Regions from separate parts of the Ovis aries genome. Here region 1 is linked to region 2. A link is a contact called in public Hi-C data. All regions are on one chromosome and are shown on one strand. The core of a region is the stretch at or near the end of the contact, and the rest is flanking DNA. Distances in the headings are between cores, read along the strand shown. Region 1 has its middle 44 kb from the start of PTPN1. Region 2 has its middle 120 kb from the start of PTPN1.

Region 1 (4,660 bases), core at 1,183-3,682, 77 kb after region 2:
CTGCAAACACACACACACACACACACACACACACGCACACACACAAATACCTTAGGTTAGGAGAAAGAGGAAAGAGAAAAAAGGAAACCAGGCTGTTTAGTGTGGCTGCATTAGAAGAATGGGACAAAGAATAATCTTTCTTATTTCTTGTTTGATGTGTTTTTTCCTAATCTTCTTTAATAAGCATGGTTTCAATTTAAAAGGGAAAAAAATAACAACAAATCTAGCAAAGGGGAGCCCGCAAGCCCTTTCTGTTCCATAGAGTTTTCCCACAAACTGGGGCAGGGTGGGGCGGGGCGGCGTGGTCAGAGAAAGAACTGCCCTTTAGAAGTGAAGCAAGAGTGGGAAACCCAGCGCGCTCCGGGCCGGCGGAAGGTGTCAGCCGACCGCGGGGAAGTTGTGCGGCTAATGACCCAGCCCGCCCTCTTGCAGCATGGGGCCTGGCGGACCTGTGCACGCTGCCACGCCCCAGAGCCTCTGCAGACCCCAGACTGGGCTGGTGACCCCATGTCACACCGCAGCCCCACGTGTCCCTACGGCCTAACGGGGGTCACCCCACCGTGTCCCTGCCCCTCTTCACATGCGTTACCTAGCTTAACCTGGTCTTGACAGCCTGCCTGTGAGCCAGCTAGGGGTCACTGTGTCAGCCTCACTTCACAGAGAAGGAAACCAAGGCTTGAAAGATGTAGTGATTTGCCCAAGGTTGTCGAGCTGGAAAATGGCGGCGTCTAAATTTATCACCACTTGGTTCCATCTTTGTCTATGATCGGCCTCCTACTTCTCATTTCTACGAAACCAAATGATGAGTTTCTAGAGGAAAAGGATGGGTGCACAGGCTTCACTGTGTCCCCAGGGTTTTGCCAGAGTCTAGCACATGAGGCCGGGGTCTAGGACAATAATGATGGCTGGATGAATGAATTAACTTATGGAGGATGAATAGATGGATGGATGGATGGATGGATGGGTGAGTAAGTGGGTGAAATGAATAAATAAAAGGATGGATGATGGATGCATGGATATCGATGGATGAGTGGGTGGGTGGAATGCATGCAGGGAATGAATGTATGGCTGAATAGGTAAAAGAATTAATTAAATGATCATGAGAGGCCAAGGGCGCTAAGAGGATGCCTGTTTATTCCTGGACCTTGAATGCACCGTTAAGGAAGCTTGCAGACAGGCCGCTTTCAAGCCAAATCAGCCTTCAGACATGTTTTGTTTTGGCCATCCCAGGGTTTTTCATTTTTTAATTAATTGTCTTTATTTTAAAATTCTGGAAAAGGGAAAGGCTACCCACTCCAGTATTCTGGCCTGGAGAACTCCATGGACTATAGTCCAGGGGGTCGCAAAGCGTCGGCAACGACTGAGCAACTTTCAATTTCACTATTTTAAAATTAGGAAATTTCACATTAGAAATCTGGATCACTGGTTTCCCTGACAGCTCAGCTGGTAAAGAATCTGCCTGCAACGCAGGAGACCCCTGTTCAATTCCTGGGACGGGAAGATCCCCTGGAGAAGGGACAGGCTACCTACTCCAGTATGCTTGGGCTTCCCTGGTGGCTCAGACGGCGAAGAATCTGCCTGCAAATACAGGAGACCTGGGTTCAGTTCCTGAGTTGGGAAGATCCCTTGGAGGAGGGCATGGCAACACACTCCAGTATTCTTGCCTGGAGAATCCCATGGACAGAGGAGCCTGGAGGGCTACAGCCCATGGGGTCGCCAAGAGTCGGACACACCTGAGCAAGGATACGATCCTTGCAAAATTGGGCCAGCTCACGTGCCAGGAAGCAATGGGCCAGGACTGACAGGGCCGAGCCACCTGGGACCACAGTCTCCACCGCTCCCCAGCGCATCTCTGATGTTGAGGCTGGGTGTCGGCTGCCATTTATTACGGCACTTCAGGCTGGTGATCTTCTCATAGTATAATTGCAATGAAAATGAAACATCTGGTGTACCCGGGTGTCCATCAAAAGTAGGGAAATGAAAACACGTAGAAAGAAAACTGGGAGAGATGTTATTTGTTTGTGAATGTTCCTATGGATCTGATGCGCACACAATGCATGCCTTCCTGAGGGTCCGTAGACCACGGCACCTAAGGGCACAGGTGCGGAGCTTGAGGACCGGCCCGGCCCAGGGCTGCTGGCTGCTGGCTGCGCGGCCTTGGGCAAGCCGCCGAGCCTCTCTGGGCTTCAGTTTCCCCGTCTCTAAGGCAGAGATGGAGTCAGTTCCCACCTCAGGGTATTAATGAGTTCCCGCATGAGAAACTCCCTGTGTGTGTGAGCCAGGACTAACTTTGGTTGTTTTGTGTGACCTGTACAACAGGGGTTCTAGACCCAGGGCCATTTGGCAATGCCTAACGCCTTAGGCTGCCACAGCGCGTCCCTTCCAGGCTGCGGCCAGTTAGACAAGGGGTGTGTCCCTAGCGCCTCCCAGTGGCTTGATACCGAAACTGCAGGAAGCTCTCCAGCCCGGGGTGGTGGTGGGGAATAGAGATTGACCCCAGGGCCATCTGCATCCAGACTCAGCGGGAATGTGGAGATTTAAAGTCATGAAAGATGGTAGCAAAGGCTTAGGAGACAAAATGACATGGGTTTGGATCCCAGCTCTCCCACAGAGCAGCAGGGAGACCTTGAACAAATCTATGACCCCTCTGGACCTCAGTTTCCTCAGCTGTAAAATGGGGATGATGTTACACCAGTGTTGTGGGTAGGATTATATTAAGTAACATACATAAACAGATGGCGCCTACTGGATGCTTCATAATCCTCCTCTCTGACACGGGTGTTCACCTAGATCCAGAGCCATGGGGATGAGCTTCCAATATACCCAGAATGATTTAAAAATAATTCTCAAATAGTTTTGCTAGAGGAGTGAGATGTGATGGGGGGTGGGAGGTTCAAGAGGGAAGGGAGATATGTGTACTTATGCTGATTCATATTGTCGTTGACAGAAATCAGCACAACATTATAAAGGAATTGTCTTCCAATTAAAAATAAATTTAAAAAATAATTTTGCTTCAAAGGCACATTTAAAATACGGAACGGGATCCACAACATATTGTCAAATAACCTCAGGCCTGAAAAACATGGTGCAGAAGGGGATTTCTGGCAACAGATCTGGATTTCAGAATACATACATGTGTAACATCTGCGAGAGACAAAGACCTAATTTTCTTAGTATATAAAGAGCTCTTGCAGATGAAGAGACAATTATCCGATAGAAATGTGGGCAAAGGATGTGAATGCTTTACTACCAGAAAAGAGACACAAACGGCCTTTAGATATGTTTTTTAATTCCCCAACCTAAAGGAAGACTATGGGGATTACAACCACGGTGAACACATTTTTCCCCGATAGGCAAAGCCAAGATGGAGCGGTCGGATAATAGTTGGCGTTGGCTGGAGTGTGGGGAAACCAGGGCTCACGTCAGTCACTGCCCTGAATGTCAGTTGGTAGGCATGACCTCAGAAAGCATTTAGACAGTAAGTGTTAAAATTTAAAAATGCACCTGCCCTATGACTGGGCGGTTCAGGGGCTAAGAATTCATCCCTACGGAAATAGATCCGCATACACGGAAAGACTCTTGTGAAAGGAATACTAAGCACAGCATTGTTTGCTGCAGCAAAACACTGGAATCAGCTACATGGTATCATCGGGGACTGGTTAGATAAATTATGATATTCAGACAATGGAATGTGTGGAGAATGCTCTCCTAGTGCTGATCTGGAAAGATCTCCAAGGTACATTATTAAGTAAAAAACAAAACCAGCGCCGAGCAGGGGGTACAGTATACTTCTCTGTAGAGAAACAGCTACAGGAATCCGTGTACACATTTGCTTATCTACACTCTGGATATCTCTGCAATGATCCCCAAGAAACGATAGCCAGGATGACTTCCTGACAGAGACTCTTGGAGATTTGGAGCTGGAGAGCAGGGCTAAAGGATTGCTGCTGTTTAGCCAGGCCCCTCTGTCCATGGGATTTCCCAGGCAAGAATACTGGAGGGGGTTACCATTTCCTCCTCCAAGGAACTTTCCCAACCCAGGGATCATTGGCAGGTGGATTCTTTATCACTGGGCCACCAGGGAAGACAGGGGTTAAGGATTAGACAGGGAATATCCACTGTAAATCTTGTGGTACCTTTTCAACTACTTTTCATGCAAATATGTTTTCTTATGAATATTTTTTTAGTTTTTCATCCTTTAAATTAGACGAGAGGGAGAAATGCCCGCAAGGATATGCTCCAAAATGTCTGCAGCTCTTACCTATGGGTGACTGATGGGGATTTGCAGTGACTTTTATTATCTCATTTTTACTCAGATGGATTTTCTGATTTTTAAAAAATAATTATCAAAGGATATTTGGTATTAATAACTTCAAAAATTCTTTAAAAGTAGACTCTCCGTGTCCTTTTGTTAGCCAGGGGGAAACTAACCTCTACATTGAAAAGCAACAACAGAATATGTACACTCCCCTAAAGAGTCCAATTATCGTCACTGCCAAGAACATCATGGAGCCACATTCCACAAAAAGCGAAGATTGATACAGTCATCCTACTGTGGGCGTGTGTCGCTCAGTCACGTACAGCTGTTTGTGACCCCGTGACTGTTGCCCGCCAGGCTCCTCCGTCCAGGGGATTCTCCAGGCAAGAATACTGGAGGGCG
Region 2 (4,585 bases), core at 361-2,860:
TCCAGATTCTCACTGTGCCTGGCTCGGCATCGGGGCTCAGTGGGCACAAACGCGCACCGTCACCGGAAACAGCCGCGTCCCCCCGAGGCTGGATAAAAAAGCGTTTTCACAGCGGGACACTCCTCAGCCGTGAAAGAACCCACTAGTGACGCTTGCAGAAGCGCAGCGGATCTCACAGGTGTTACGCTGAGTGTAGCAAGTGGGTGCGGAGGAGCACACACCGTGTGACTTCCTCTATTTGAAACTCTGCTGCTGCTGCTGCTAAGCCGCTACAGTCGTGTCTGACTCTGTGCGACCTCATAGACGGCAGCCCACCAGGCTCCCCTGTCCCTGGGATTCTCCAGGCAAGAACACTGGAGTGGGTTGCCATTTCCTTCTCCAGTGCACGAAAGTGAAAAGTGAAAGGGAAGTTGCTCAGTCGCGTTGACTCTTAGCGACCCCTTGGATGGCAGCCTACCAGGCCCTTCCACCCATGGGATCTTCCAGGCAAGAGTTGTGGAGTGGGGTGCCACTGGTGGGACAAAGCTAACCTGTGATGCGGAACAGGATGACCTAGGATGACAGCGCAGAGACCTGCGGTCGTCTGGGGCTGAGGCTGGTTTGGAAAGGAGCAAGAGGGAACTTGGCCTTTGAGAGACTTGGATCGCGTTTTAGGTGGTTGATTCTCCAGTGCATCTGTCGGAACTCATCGAACAGGCCCCATCACCACCTGTGCATTTTATTCTATGTCCGTTATTTCCCACTTATTTTAAAAGGTAGAAACATTTTTGCTGTCATTTCATAAGTGTATTATTATTCCTCTGTTTGGCCATTCAGACCTCCCCGGCCCCCTTTCCCTGCCTCTGGTCCCATCAAAGGCCTCTGGCACGTGAGCGAGATGGCCTGGCATTGCAGAAAGAGCTCTCAGACCCAGGTCACAAACCTGCCTCTTCCTTGCTATCTGCCTCAGGTTGGTCATGTAAACCTTGGTTTCCTCATCTGTTAACTGGAACTATTACTGGTACCCAACTAATACTGAACAGTTAATACTGGCGCCCGGCTCGTGAGATCGTTGCCGGAGTTCAGGTTGATATGAGGTGCAGAGGCCGTGGATATTGGAGGCTCACCAACACGAGCAGAGAAACAACACAGAGAAGCTGGGAGAGGGTGGGCTGATTGAGGGGCGGGGTCTGGAGCCAGGCCACAGCTGCAGGGGGGCAAACCCTGCTCCTTGGGGTAGTCCCTAACCTCTCTGTGCCTCAGTTTCTTTACTTGTAAAGCTAGAATGATGATAACTCCTAGCCATAGGGTTGGTGTTTTGAAGGTTTAAAGAGATAATCCATGGCGAGTTAGGACAGAAAATTGCTGTCCTTGTTTTCAGAGATGGAAGGAAAGGAGCTTGCAACCTGCAGGGGGAGGGGAGGGGGTGGGGCGTTAATTCGGAGGGCCCGGTCCCCTGAACGGTGGTCCCAGCCTGGGTCACGGGGACCCTTGAAGGTGGAGTGGCGGGCAGCCCAGCCTCAGCAGAGCTGGGTCACAAGCTGCCAGGCATGTTCCCGGCTCCTCGGGTCGGCCCCCACGGCTGGAACACATTGCTTCCTTCCTCTGTTCTAGGTGCCAGACCAGCCCAGAAACCGCCTGATGTCAGCAGGCCAGCCCGCCCTCTGATGGGGAGGAAGTGGGCGGGTGCCCTGGGCACAGATGAGCCGGCCAGACGTGCCCTGAGGCGGCACAGTCAGGGCGATGCAGGCATCACGCACCCCCTGCTTATGGAGCTGGCCCTGGCTCAGCTTGTTCCCGCCAAGAGGCTTCGGGGCTGCTTGGGGTCAGAGTGGGGAGATACAGGGGTGTGTGGCCATCTCGACTCCTCTAAACACAGCTGAGGTCCGGCTCCCAGGGGCCTTGGCCTTCAGAAAGGGTGGGCACCCCAGGAAGCGTGTCTTGGGGTGTCTGTGGGGGGTCCACTGTGTGTGCATTTGGCTTACTGTGTAAGGGTGTGTAAGCATGTGAATGCATGGCTTTAAGAAGGTGAATGAGTCTGTGTATGTGTGTGCATGTGTGTGTGTGACTGAGTGTGGGTGTGAATGAGTAGGGATCTGTGTGCTCTAAGTGAGGGTGCCAGACAAGGAGACGCGTCTATTGCTGAATGTACAAACATGCTCGGGCATGTAAGCATTCGTCTGGGTGTGTGAATGACAAAATGAGTGTGTTTTTAATCATATGCATGGTGTGTGTGTGTGTGTGTGTGTGTGTGTGTGTGTGTGTATCTCCAGGTCTGCATCTTGAGCACAGAGTGTGTCTGAATGTGTGCTTGGGAGCAAGTGTATTCCTGACTCTGTGTGTGTGTGTGTGTGTGTGCACGCACTAGGCACGCCCACTGTTGTGAAAAATTCTGCAAGAAACCTCTTTTGCATACAAAACTCAGCTCCATTGCACAAGAATTTTCATGGATGCATGGGGTCAGCAGGTCAGTGCATTTAGAATCTTAACTTTGAAGGAGCCAATGAGGAGGGAGGAGGTGTGATCTTTAAGCTGAGCACTGACCAATCAGAACAGGCACCAGTCGCCAATGCCGGGGCTAGCTGAACCGGCCTTGGCGATCCCAACCTCTAGTCCCATCGGCTGCATCCGAGAAAGGCTTGACCCAGGAGGCGTTCTGAGGCAACCCCCAAACCAGCAAATGGTCAGCCTTTTTGATCAGTCGCTAATCATAGCAAATATTTAATCATTCATTCATCCAGCAATATTTCCTGAGCACCTACAGTGTTCTAGGCACAGATCCTGACAAGAGCAAGATGGACAAAAGTCCCCTTGCTGGTGGTGCTAACACACTAGTGGGACCAAGCAAGCATTAAAACATGAACAGCAGATGGGGAGGGCTAATTGGTAGTATGTGCTGTAGACAAAAATAGGGTCGCAGAGGCAGATAGAGAACAACAGATGGGTTTGTTGCTTTAAAACGCTGGTCCGCTAAGACTTCATAGGGAAGGCGACATTTGAGTGAAGATCTGAAGAAGGTGAGGTGTGAACTATGGGGTCTTCTAGGGGGAGAGCATTCTAGCAGAGGGCACAGCAAGTGCAAAGGCCCTGGGGTGAGCGCACGCTTGGCGTATTTAAGAAAGAGAAAAGGTACCAATGAGTATTTAGCAGGTGTGTGTGTAACTGATTATAAAAGCCGAGTGTTCCTGCAAAGATCAAGCAGTAGAGAATGAATAAGGGAGAAAGGAAAAATCCATAGTAACTGGAGCGGGGAGGGGACGATGGAGAAGTGCCAGGGTGTCTGTTGCACAGTTCTCTTGATGAAGCGATTTTCCATCTTGACAAGGCAGTACCAAAGCAGTGCAGCTGCAACCCCATCTCTCAGTCGCAGCGAAATGCTGTGTTTACGGCTCTAACCCCAGCCCTGAGCCCAGCCAGGTACACGGTAGGTGCTAGCTGAAGGGAGTCTCTGCCTTCCACGGCCTCCTAGCCCCCTGAGGCCTGACGGGGAGAGGCAAGACGGGTGTGCCCCCCAGTGTAGAAACTGGGCGCCCAGTCCCCGCAGACTGCCGGCCCAGCCCCCAGCGGCCCCGGAGTTGACAGCGTCACCTCTCTCTCCTCCTGCTTTTATGAGCTGCGAAGGAGGCTTGTCCCACATTGCACAATTGCCCCTTAATTGCTATTTCCTCTCAGTTATGAATTATGTCATGGATACGACCGCTCACGTTATTAAACTTCCACAGAGGCCTTATCGTCTGGATACCCGCCAGCACCCCGGCCTGACCTACTTTCCCACCGGATTTCAAAACCTCCTCCCTCGTCCTCTTGCTGGGCTTTTCCTAAGGAGAGTTCTCTGTGCCCAAAAACTCGCCTCTAAAAATAAAAACTAGAGCGAGGGGGGTGGGGCGCAGCTGGCCTCGCAAAGCCCTGAGGCTGACGGCGGCCCCCGTGACTGCGGCCAAGCTCCACCCCACCTAGAAGTTTCCCCTGCAGCCTGTCCTTGGGACTCGGGCTTCCTATCAGGACAGGCTGTGACACGAGCCGCTGGCATGGGTGCCCCGGACCTTGTGTCTCAGCTGCGGATGGGAGGGCTGACTTTGGAGGCAGGAAAACCAGAGTGGAATCCTGACTGTTCCTGTAACCAGCTCATTCATTCATTCACCCCAGGGCTAGTTACTGAGTCTGTTATAAACTGAATGCTAGCTCTGTTCTGGATGCTGGGGACATATCGAGAATGTACTGGATAGCATCAGGGTGAATTCCCGTCCTCAAAGAGCTTACCACCTGCTGGGCAGAGAGAGGCACAGAAGAAATGATTGTATAAGAAGAGCAATGAAAATGAGACAGTGTGGTGGGCTAGAGGGTGATGGCAATACTCACAACCAAGATGATCAAGGGGGTCTTTCTGATGGGAGGGGGTCATTTAAAGCAAAGCCCAGTGATGAAAAGAATCAAGTCTGAGAAGCAGTGCCAGGAGCCGGTGAGATAAACTAGTGACCCGGGGTTCAAAATGAGAGTAGGGGCTTGGTCTCAGGGTCATTCAGGGGCCGGCTGGCAGGTCAGGAGGTTACCTCCTTAACGTTTTCACCCTGAGCATCTCACTTGCCTCAGCCTAGACCTGGACCTG

The links. A called contact is a pair of places that touch in the nucleus more often than the background predicts.
Region 1: a contact with region 2 is called in a Hi-C map of liver, with 2.8 times the contacts expected there. The contact joins two enhancer-like sites. A contact is called at or near these places in 5 of 16 Hi-C or Micro-C datasets (blood, hypothalamus, liver and 2 more).

Annotation. Positions count from the first base shown.
Region 1 is chr13:78,490,684-78,495,343 of ARS-UI_Ramb_v3.0, forward strand. No RefSeq gene overlaps it. Among named protein-coding and RNA genes, the nearest start is that of PTPN1, 44 kb to the right of the region's middle. Within about 2 kb of position 2,433, at least 12 of the 54 cell types and tissues checked have an H3K27ac peak or open chromatin away from gene starts, as enhancers often do. A contact at or near this core is called in hypothalamus and liver, where this site is marked.
Region 2 is chr13:78,414,426-78,419,010 of ARS-UI_Ramb_v3.0, forward strand. No RefSeq gene overlaps it. Among named protein-coding and RNA genes, the nearest start is that of PTPN1, 120 kb to the right of the region's middle. Within about 2 kb of position 1,611, at least 29 of the 54 cell types and tissues checked have an H3K27ac peak or open chromatin away from gene starts, as enhancers often do. A contact at or near this core is called in hypothalamus and liver, where this site is marked.